Linked DNA regions of Sus scrofa: region 2 is linked to region 1. The links are chromatin contacts, called in public HiChIP or PLAC-seq maps. All regions are on one chromosome and are shown on one strand. The core of a region is the stretch at or near the end of the contact, and the rest is flanking DNA. Distances in the headings are between cores, read along the strand shown. Region 1 overlaps SIK3 (serine/threonine-protein kinase SIK3). Region 2 overlaps SIK3 (serine/threonine-protein kinase SIK3).

Region 1 (4,632 bases), core at 1,488-3,987:
GCCTGGAACCTTTTATATGCCATGGGTACAGCCCTAAAAAGAAAAAAGAAAAGAAAAAGAGCTACTAACGAAGAACAAGACTAAAGAGACTTTGAGTCTTTTCCCTCAATATGTCCAACTTAAGGTAAACAGGCTTGATAAACGGGCAAATCAAAAAACATGATGGCCAGAAGAAAAGGGAGGGAAAAAATTCCAAAAAATGGGATAGTAAAAACCAAACCCAAACAAAAAAACGAAACCTTGGATAATAGAGACTTAACCCAATTTTGGCAAATATGTCTGATAACCCTCCCCACTAACTTTACTTTTTTTTTTTGCTTTCTTTTTAGGGCTGTATCCAAGGCACATGGAGGTTCCCAGGCTAGGGGTCCAATCGGAGCTGTAGCTGCTGGCTTATGCAGTGTCTGCGACCTATACAACAGCTCATGGCAACGCTGGATCCTTAACCCACTGAGCGAGGCAAGGGATCGAATCTTCATCCTGATGGATACTAGTCAGGTTTAACTGCTGAGCCACTATGGGAACTCCCTGATTATAACCTCTTAATTATTCAAATACCATAGGCAAAGGCCAGTGAATGGACAGACCCTAAGTATTTCTTTCCAACTTCAGGCACCTAGTAGTCAGCCACTATCTTCTTTTAGCTTTCCACAATTACCACCCTGAAGAATTCTGAAGTGCTCTATGGCCCAAGCTCATGTCAGCCTGAAATCATTCTAATGAGGGGTCATGAGTAAAATAAACTACACAGCATCCCAAGTTCCATTCACATGGCATAGGATAAAGAACCCTGGTGCAATACAAAGGAAAAGTGAAAGAGGGGCAATGTCCACACAAATGAAAAACAAGAAAAACAATAAAAATAACACAGAAATTTAAGGTAAAGAAGGGAACAGATTCAGTGTATGTTCAAAAGGCTAAGTATACACACTTTGTGATTCTGAAGTGCACTAATTACGTCAGAGAGGAGGTGGGGTGAACAACAAAGCCCTATCAAGAATTTCTGTGCTCTCAGAGTTCCCGTCATGGAGCAGCAGAAACGAATTCGACTAGGAACCCTGAGGTTGCAGGTTTGATCCCTGGCTTAGCTCAGTGGGTAAAGGATCCAGGGTTGCCATGAGCTGCGGTGTAGGTTGCAGATGCGGCTCGGATCTGGTGTTGCTGTGGCTCTGGCGTAGGCTGGTGACAACAGCTCCGATTAGACCCCTAGCCTGGGAACCTCCATATGCTGTGGGTGCAGCCCTAAAAAGGCAAAAAAAAACAAAAAAAAAAACCCTAAAGTACAGAGCAGTTAATTTCAGAAAATTCTCAGGTACAAAGATGCCATAAAGATACTTTATATCCTGGCAACAGGAAAAATTTATGACCTATAGATTCAACATGAAAATGATTAATATTCTACAGTTACAAAAGAAAAGGGAGAACCAAGAGAAGAAACTGGTTAAAATGAATACCCAAGTTCACTGAACAGAAGCCATGGGGGTGGAGCTGTTCTCTTCATGTGGCCTCTGGTCCTTTATTTCTCTACTCCTAAGTGGCTCCTAACATAATTTGTTAAGTCTCTTTTCCAACCCCCGACACCCTGCTAGTTAGTGTTTGCCTGCAGGCTGAAATGCTATCTTACATCCTTTTCTCTTAATACAGAGCAGCAGACTTTAATTTGAACCATATGTTTGTCTTCTAGGGACGATTTAAATACCAGAGCTTTACTATCAATTTTGAGACTTGAAATTCTTTGTTTAAGGCAGGACAGGAGCCTGGGGCTATACCGGGCAGCGATTCTGTAGCCCTAATAGGAGGTATGTCATCAACTGGGTATGCCTATGTGGTAAGAACAAAGAGAGAATGGGCGGCAAATCAAGACGATTGCAAGAGGAAATTTTCTTATTTGGTCCACCACCTCAGAAGCAATACCCTTGACTTCCTTCTTGGCTGACCCAAGGAGCAACCCAAAAGCAGATGTAACTGGCCCAGCCTGTAGCCAGTTCCAAATGTTCACAACGTCTGTGAAGGTAAGACAGTAGTACTATGACAACTGACAGCCAGTGCGCCCAGCAGTAACTCCTGCTTCATTTCACTTCCTCACTGATATAAGCAAACAGCTTAGAAGTAGGGGCCAGAGGAAAAAAGTGGGAAAATAATTATTTATATTGTTTATTATTTATAATATTATATATTATTATTAATTATTATTTATATTTCATAAATTATTTTCCTAAAAAAACACCAGAAAATACTATGACAAGATCCTTCATGTTTTAAAATCTGAAAGCTTCTTAGGACTCATAACCCCAATGCTTCACTTGGATTAGAGACAAAGACCAAAAATAGAAATAATTTTGGCCCTTGTTTAATTTCTCAGTGGGCTAATAAGTATAGGGTGGGAGCCACAACACTGTCAGGTATTCTTGCTAGAGACGACTTAGAGAACCAAAGGTTAAGACCCGTGAAAGAACACTTTATAAACAGGATTTAGATTGATGGACTATTAACACAGAACATGACATGGAGAAGGAACTAACCTTGCTTTTCCTACGCAATATTACTAGCTTAGAAATCCTGTGACCCAAAAGCTTTATTTGAAACTGAATGCAACAGGAGTGAACTGCATGGATCTCAGAATCTTAGTAGTGATGAAGGATGAGTTTCAAAGTTCCCAGGAGTCTCAATATTAGTTCACTCTTAAAAGGAGTCTTGGGAAGTCCTCAATGTTTAGCAATCCCTCTACCCTCTGGCTGAACTTCCTAACTAGGAGCTAATGGAGAAGTAATGCCAAAAACTACTGACTCATGGCTTGAGTATTTATACACAAGAGAAATTACTTCATGGGAAAAAAAAAATCCAGTAATCAGCTAATTTGAGAAGGGGGAGACTTGGTTTAGTTTAAGGAAACAAGGGAGGTCAAAATTGGGGCGGGGGGCAGATAATATTCGGAAGATTGAAAGAGTACGTGCATCCTCTTGGTAACGTGGTAGAAGGCTGTCATAGGACCACTGTGCTGCAACTCCTACTCTTACACCATAAACGCGGCTCCTCCACACCATCACTTCATCTTAGTAATCAGACCCTCCACAACTCCCTAGCACTGTGTTTCTATATGGGATGATGACTATCTCTGTGGAAAACGAAAGTTTAAAAACAAAATGCTGAACCAGCATTATACTGGTATTTTCAATGAATGATATGTATTTTCCCCCCAAAGCTTTAAAATACCTAAGCAGTTAGGATCACTTAACTCAGCTAATTTTATTTTTTTATTTTTATTTTATTTTTTGTCTTTTTGCCATTTCTTGGGCCGCTCCCACGGCATATGGAGGTTTCCAGGCTAGGGGTCTAATCGGAGCTATAGCTGCCAGCCTACACCAGAGCCACAGCAACGCGGGATCCGAGCCGAGTCTACAACCTACACCACAGATTACGGCAACGCCGGATCCTTAACCCACTGAGCAAGGGCAGGGAACGAACCCGCAACTTCATGGTTCCTCGTCGGATTCATTAACCACTGCGCCACGAGGGGAACTCCTAACTCAGCTAATATTAAACGAGGTAATAAACCAATCCCTCCACTCAATTATAGATGGCACTTCCCCAACCTCTCTCATGAAAAACAAAAAATCCTCCCAATATAGGATCCTCCCATCAAACTCAGTATTTTGTTCTGTTCTGTTTTGTTTTGTTTTGTTTTGTTTTAGGGCTGTACCCACAGCACATGGAGGTTCCCAGGCTAGGGGTCAAATAGGAGCTGTGGCTGCCGGCCTACACCACAGACAAAGCAACGAGGGATCCAAGCTGAGTCTGTGACCTACGCCAAAGCTCACAGCAATGCCAGATTCTTAACCCACTAAGCGAGGCCAGGGATCAAACCTGTGTCCTCATGGATGCTAGTCAGGTTCATTTCCACTGAGCCACAACGGGAACTCCTCCAACTCAGAACTGAAGTAGATGTATAATGGGAAAGGTTGTAATGAGACACTTTGCATAAGACTTACAAACAATATTCATTAGAATTCTTGCAAACATTAATGTATACTACTATAGTCATCAATCTAAATCATATCACTTAGAAAAATAAAAGTCCAATCATTTAATCAGTAAGTTTCTAATACTGATAGGTGAGCACACTATACAAAATTTTAGTGTGTCCTTTATAGAACATGATGAACTAAAATTCCCCTGAGTTCTCAACAGAAGCTAAAGACACCAAATGCAAATACAGCATATAGGTATAACAACAATATTTTCCAAATTTAAAAATTAAGTATATGGTCTGATAATCAAAAGGCTTCTTTTGGAGAAAAGAAAATATGACCATATATAAAAAGTTCTAAGTTGTCACCTAGAAAATAAAAGCAGGAGTTCCTGCCGTGGCTCAGTGGTTAATGAATCCAACTAGGAACCATGAGGTTGCAAGTTCGATCCCTGGCCTTGCTCAGTGGGTTAGGAATCTGGCGTTGCTGTGAGCTGTGGTGTAGGTCGCAGACGCAGCTCGGATCCTGTGTTGCTATGGCTCTGGCGTAGGCCGGCGGCTACACTCCAATTCGACCCCTAGCCTGTGAATCTCCATATGCCACAGGAGCGGCCCTAGAAAGGCAAAAAGACAAAAAAAGAAAAGCAGGTAAGAAGATACCCTCT
Region 2 (4,632 bases), core at 543-3,042, 170 kb after region 1:
TAGATAGATGTTTTTAAAGAGACTCTGAGGCTACAAAATATCCTGGTAAAGGGAGAACTTTGCCAAAGCAGGAGAGAGGTACAGAATGAATACAGAGGAAAATGTCTACAGTAGAATATATAATTTCAGAGTTAGAATAACTTTAAAAATAAAGAAACTAGCATCCAAATTAAAACTTTTGTGTCTCAAAACCAGCACAAAAGTGAAAAGACAACCTACAAAATGAGGAGAAAATATCTGTATGTCATATATCTGATAAAGGACTTGTATCCAGAAAATATATAAAGAATTCTTACAAGTCAACAAATAAAAAAGACAAATAACCTAACTAAAAAATTGGGAAAGAATCTAAATAGACACTACTTAGCACATAAAAAGATGCTCAATACTATGAGCCTTAAGATGCAAAGCAAAACCATAATGAGCTACCACCTCACATCCACTTGGATGGCTAAGTCAATTGGAACCCTCATACAACACTAGTGGGAATGCAAAATGTGCATCCATTTTGGAAAACAGTTTGACAATTCCTCAAATAGTTAAACATGGAATGTTTATGATACAGGAATTCCACTCCTGGGCACATGCCCAAGAGAAATGAAAATATATGTCCACACAAAAACTTGTACACGAATGTTCATAATAGCATTGTTTATAATAGCCAAAAAGTGGAAACAATACAAAGTTCATCAACTCATGAATGGATACACAAAATGCAATATATCCATACAATGGAATATCATCCACTCATAAAAAGGAAGGAAATTGACATGCTACAACACAGATGACCCCTGAAGACATCATGCTAAGAAAAGAAGACAGACACAAAAGGCCCTATATTGTATGATTCCATTTATATGAAATGTCCAGAAAGGGAGTTCCCAGCGTGGCGCAGCAGAAATGAATCCGATTAAGAACCATGAGGTTTCATGTTTGATCCCTAGCTGCGCTCCGTGGGTTAAGCACCCGGCGTTGCCGTGAGCTGTGGTGTAGGTCACAGACGTGGCTCAGATCTGGCCTTGCTGAGGCTGTGGTGTAGGCCAGCAGCTATGGCTCCGATTAGACCTCTAGCCTGGAAACCTCCATATGCCACAGGTGCAGCCCTGAAAAGAAAAAAAAAAAGAAAGAAAGAAAAATGTCCAGAATGGGCAAATCTATAGACACTGATTAGTGACTGATTCGGGCGTGGGCAGGGAAGGTGAGGAAAGGTTGCAGTGACTGCTAATGGGTATGCTGCTCCTTTTCAGGGGAGTGAAAATGTTCTGAAATTGATTGTGGTGATGGTTGCACAATACTGTGAGTATACCAAAAAAACAAACAACACTGAACTGGGTAAAATATATGGTATGCGAATTATATCTTAATTAAGAAAATATACATACATTAAAAAGAAGCTGGGGAGTTCTCGTCGTGGCACAGCTGCAACAAATCCAACTGGTATCCATGAGGATGCGGGTTCAATCCCTGGCCTTGCTCAGTGGGTTGGGGATCCGGCATTGCCATGAGCTGTGGTGTAGGTCACAGACTCGGCTCGTATCCTGCATTGTTGTGGCATGGCAGTGGCCAGCAGCTGTAGCTCTGATTCTACCCCTAGCCTGGGAACCTCCATGTGTGGTGGGTATGTGCCCTTAAAAAAAAAGAAGAAGAAGAAGAAGAAGAAGAAGAAGCTGGAAGCTCCATGAGGTTAAGTGACTTGCCCAGTGGGTTAAGTTTTACTAAGGCTAGTAAAAACTGAAACTGGAAACACGTGCACTGACTCCCACCGCAATGCTCAGTTCATTACTGCAGACTGCCGTGAGCAGTTCTGATGGGCCAAAAAGGCTCCCCAAAGAGCTAGAAAGGCAGAAAACTCTGCTACTAGCATAAGGAAAGGAAGAGAAATTTAGGTAACACAACTGAAATGTTGTTTTCAAACTGGATTCCAAAATGGATTCCTGGCCTAAAAATCTAACCACCACTGACATAAGAGGCTGTGACTCACTATAACAGTACCCCTTTTACAAAGAGCTCAATTAGAGCTGGGCACGGGATGCAGCTGCTGACGGAAAAGGAAGAAGGAAAATGAGATCAGAAGAGGCAGTGGGCTGAAATCACTGGCTGCCCTTCTGCATGTCAGAGGCCAATGCTTCAAATAAGTTTTATTCTCGAGGACTATAAAATCCTTTACCGAGATCCAAAAGTAACATCTCAAAATTGAATCCCCTCCCTGAATTACTATTCACATATAACATATTATTCAGGTATAATATATGATTGTGGTATCTCTGCAGCTGACTTGGACACAAAGATCATTGCTAGAATACAACTGCTCCATTTGTCTAGAATAACAATATCACTGTTGATGTAGAAATGGAAAGTAAGCCAAGAACATACAATCACTAAAAACATTATTTCGAGGCTTTTAAAAAATGAGCTACCAAAGAAACTCATCTATTGTCAGAACACTGCTTATGCAACATTAGAACGTTCTGACAGAAAGACAGGACAACAGAGGCAGGAAGCAGAAAGAAAGAAGAAATCCTGCAGGTACGCAGCTAATCCTAATAAGAAACAAACAGCTCTATTCCTGCCTTCCATAACAACAATTGTGTTCCTTGTGGTATATAAACCAAGACTTCTTTTGCCAGGAAAACAACTTATGACATGAAAACGAGAACCTGTTCCATGAAATACCATAATGGCAGTGAACAGATGTGAACCTGTAAAACTAAAAAGTTTTGGTTGTTTCCTCACTGAATCTGTGTGTGTGTGTGTGTGTCGTGTCTGTGGCATGTGGAGGTTCCCCAGCCAGGGATCAAACCAGCACCGCAGATGCAACCTGTGCCACAGCCACAACCACGCCTGATCCTTAACCCGCTGTGCCACAAGGGAACTTCTCCCCCTCACCAAATTTTTAACATCACTGGTTCATTATCAAATTCGGTTCAGCTCATGCAAACTCTAACACAAGTGGACAAAAATACTGCACTGAAGCATACACTACAAATAAAAGATTCTATAAAATATTATGCCCTCAAATCTCTAACAACTTTGACTTATTCACAATTGTAATATTAATGTAGAAGCTCTCTTAACCCACCACCTCTCAACCAATCTGCCAAAATAAGTGATGCTTCCCCTTCCCTCTGTAAAACAACTGGTGCCCCAGCATACAAACTGACCCCAATTAACAGCTACTCCCCCTTATGCCAGTATATGTCTCCGCCCGCCCATTAAGCTGCATGCTTACCAAGAACTGTTTTTCCCCAAACCTATTTATACCAGTTGCTCTTGTTATTATACTTATGCAATTTAATTAGGTATGTAAACTGATGAGAAATCAGGAAGAAAAGACATGTTTCTTTTAAAACTAAGTTGAAAGCTTAAAATGACTATACAGTCAAATTAGATGTGGATGAGACAAGTATAAAGACTGGGGTGGGGGTGAAAGAATAAAAAAACTCAAGAGATTCTGTACTCGTATTGCTTCATACGAGTCTTTTTGCCTTTTCTGGGGCTGCTCCCGCAGCACATGGAGGTTCCCAGGCTAGGGGTCAAATCGGAGCTGTAGCCACCAGCCTACACCAGAGCCACAGCAGCTCGGGATCCGAGCCACGTCTGCGACCTACACCACAGCTCACGGCAACGCCAGATCCTTAAGCCTCAGAGCAAGGCCAGGGATCGAACCCGCAACCTCATGGTTCCTAGTCGGATTTGTTAACCACTTCACCACAACAGGAACTCCTGCCATAACCAAGTCTTATGGAAGTTCCCAGAAGTTCCCAGGCCAGGCAATGAACCCAAGCCACAGCAGCAACCTAAGCCACAACAGTGACAATGCCAGATCCTTAACTTGATGACCTACCGGGGAACTCCAACAAATCCTTTGAAATCCTACTCTGCTTTTTATTTATTTATTTTTTATTTTTTTATTTTTTTCGTGTTAGGGCCACACTCATAGCATATGGAAGTTCTCAGGCTAAGGGTCAAATTGGAGTTACAGCTGCCAGCCTATGCCACAGCCCCAGCAACAGCTATGGGAACACTCAGCTTTGGAAAAGCAAAAAAGGAAATCACAGGAGTTTCTATTGTGGCTCAGTGGTAACAATCCCAACTAGTATCTATGAGGACTTGGGTTCTATCCCTGGCCTCACTCAGTGGGTTAAGGACCTAGCGTTGCTGTGAGTGTGGTGTGGATTGTAGACAAGGCTCGGATCTGGCATTGCTGTGGCTGTGATGCAGGCTGGCAGCTATAGCTCAGATTCGACCTCTAGCCTGGGAACTTCCATATGCCTCAGGTTTGATCCTAAAAAGAAAAAAAAAGGGGGGGGGGAATCCTAGATGATGGACTATAGGAGGTATGTTTTATCACAAAAAAGATGAAGGAATTCTAATTGGGACATCAATATAACAGAGAAAAGCCTACATCAAAAGATTAGTGAACATGTTTCTTAAATTCCAAAGAAAAACAGGACAAAATCTACAAAGTTTTAGAAAATACAAAACTTCAAAAAGACAAAAAAAAAAAAAAGAAGAAAATACAAAACTTAAGGGACAACAATCAATTATAATGTATGGGCTTTATTTAGGTTCTGATTCAAACAAATCAGTAGTTTAAAAAAGAAAAAACAAGATCTATATGACAACCAGGGA

Evidence for each region. HiChIP or PLAC-seq counts read pairs in DNA pulled down with a chosen protein or histone mark.
Region 2: an H3K27ac HiChIP or PLAC-seq map of alveolar macrophages shows a contact between it and region 1. The contact joins two enhancer-like sites. A contact is called at or near these places in 2 of 2 datasets of contacts at active chromatin or transcription factors (alveolar macrophages and skeletal muscle).

The regions. Positions count from the first base shown.
Region 1 is chr9:44,284,179-44,288,810 of Sscrofa11.1, forward strand. All of the region lies in intron 5 of SIK3 (serine/threonine-protein kinase SIK3), which reads right to left. Among named protein-coding and RNA genes, the nearest start is that of APOA1, 68 kb to the left of the region's middle. Within about 2 kb of position 2,738, at least 21 of the 83 cell types and tissues checked have an H3K27ac peak or open chromatin away from gene starts, as enhancers often do. A contact at or near this core is called in alveolar macrophages, where this site is marked.
Region 2 is chr9:44,455,424-44,460,055 of Sscrofa11.1, forward strand. The region is part of intron 1 of SIK3 (serine/threonine-protein kinase SIK3); the gene reads right to left. Among named protein-coding and RNA genes, the nearest start is that of SIK3, 14 kb to the right of the region's middle. Within about 2 kb of position 1,793, at least 23 of the 83 cell types and tissues checked have an H3K27ac peak or open chromatin away from gene starts, as enhancers often do. A contact at or near this core is called in alveolar macrophages, where this site is marked.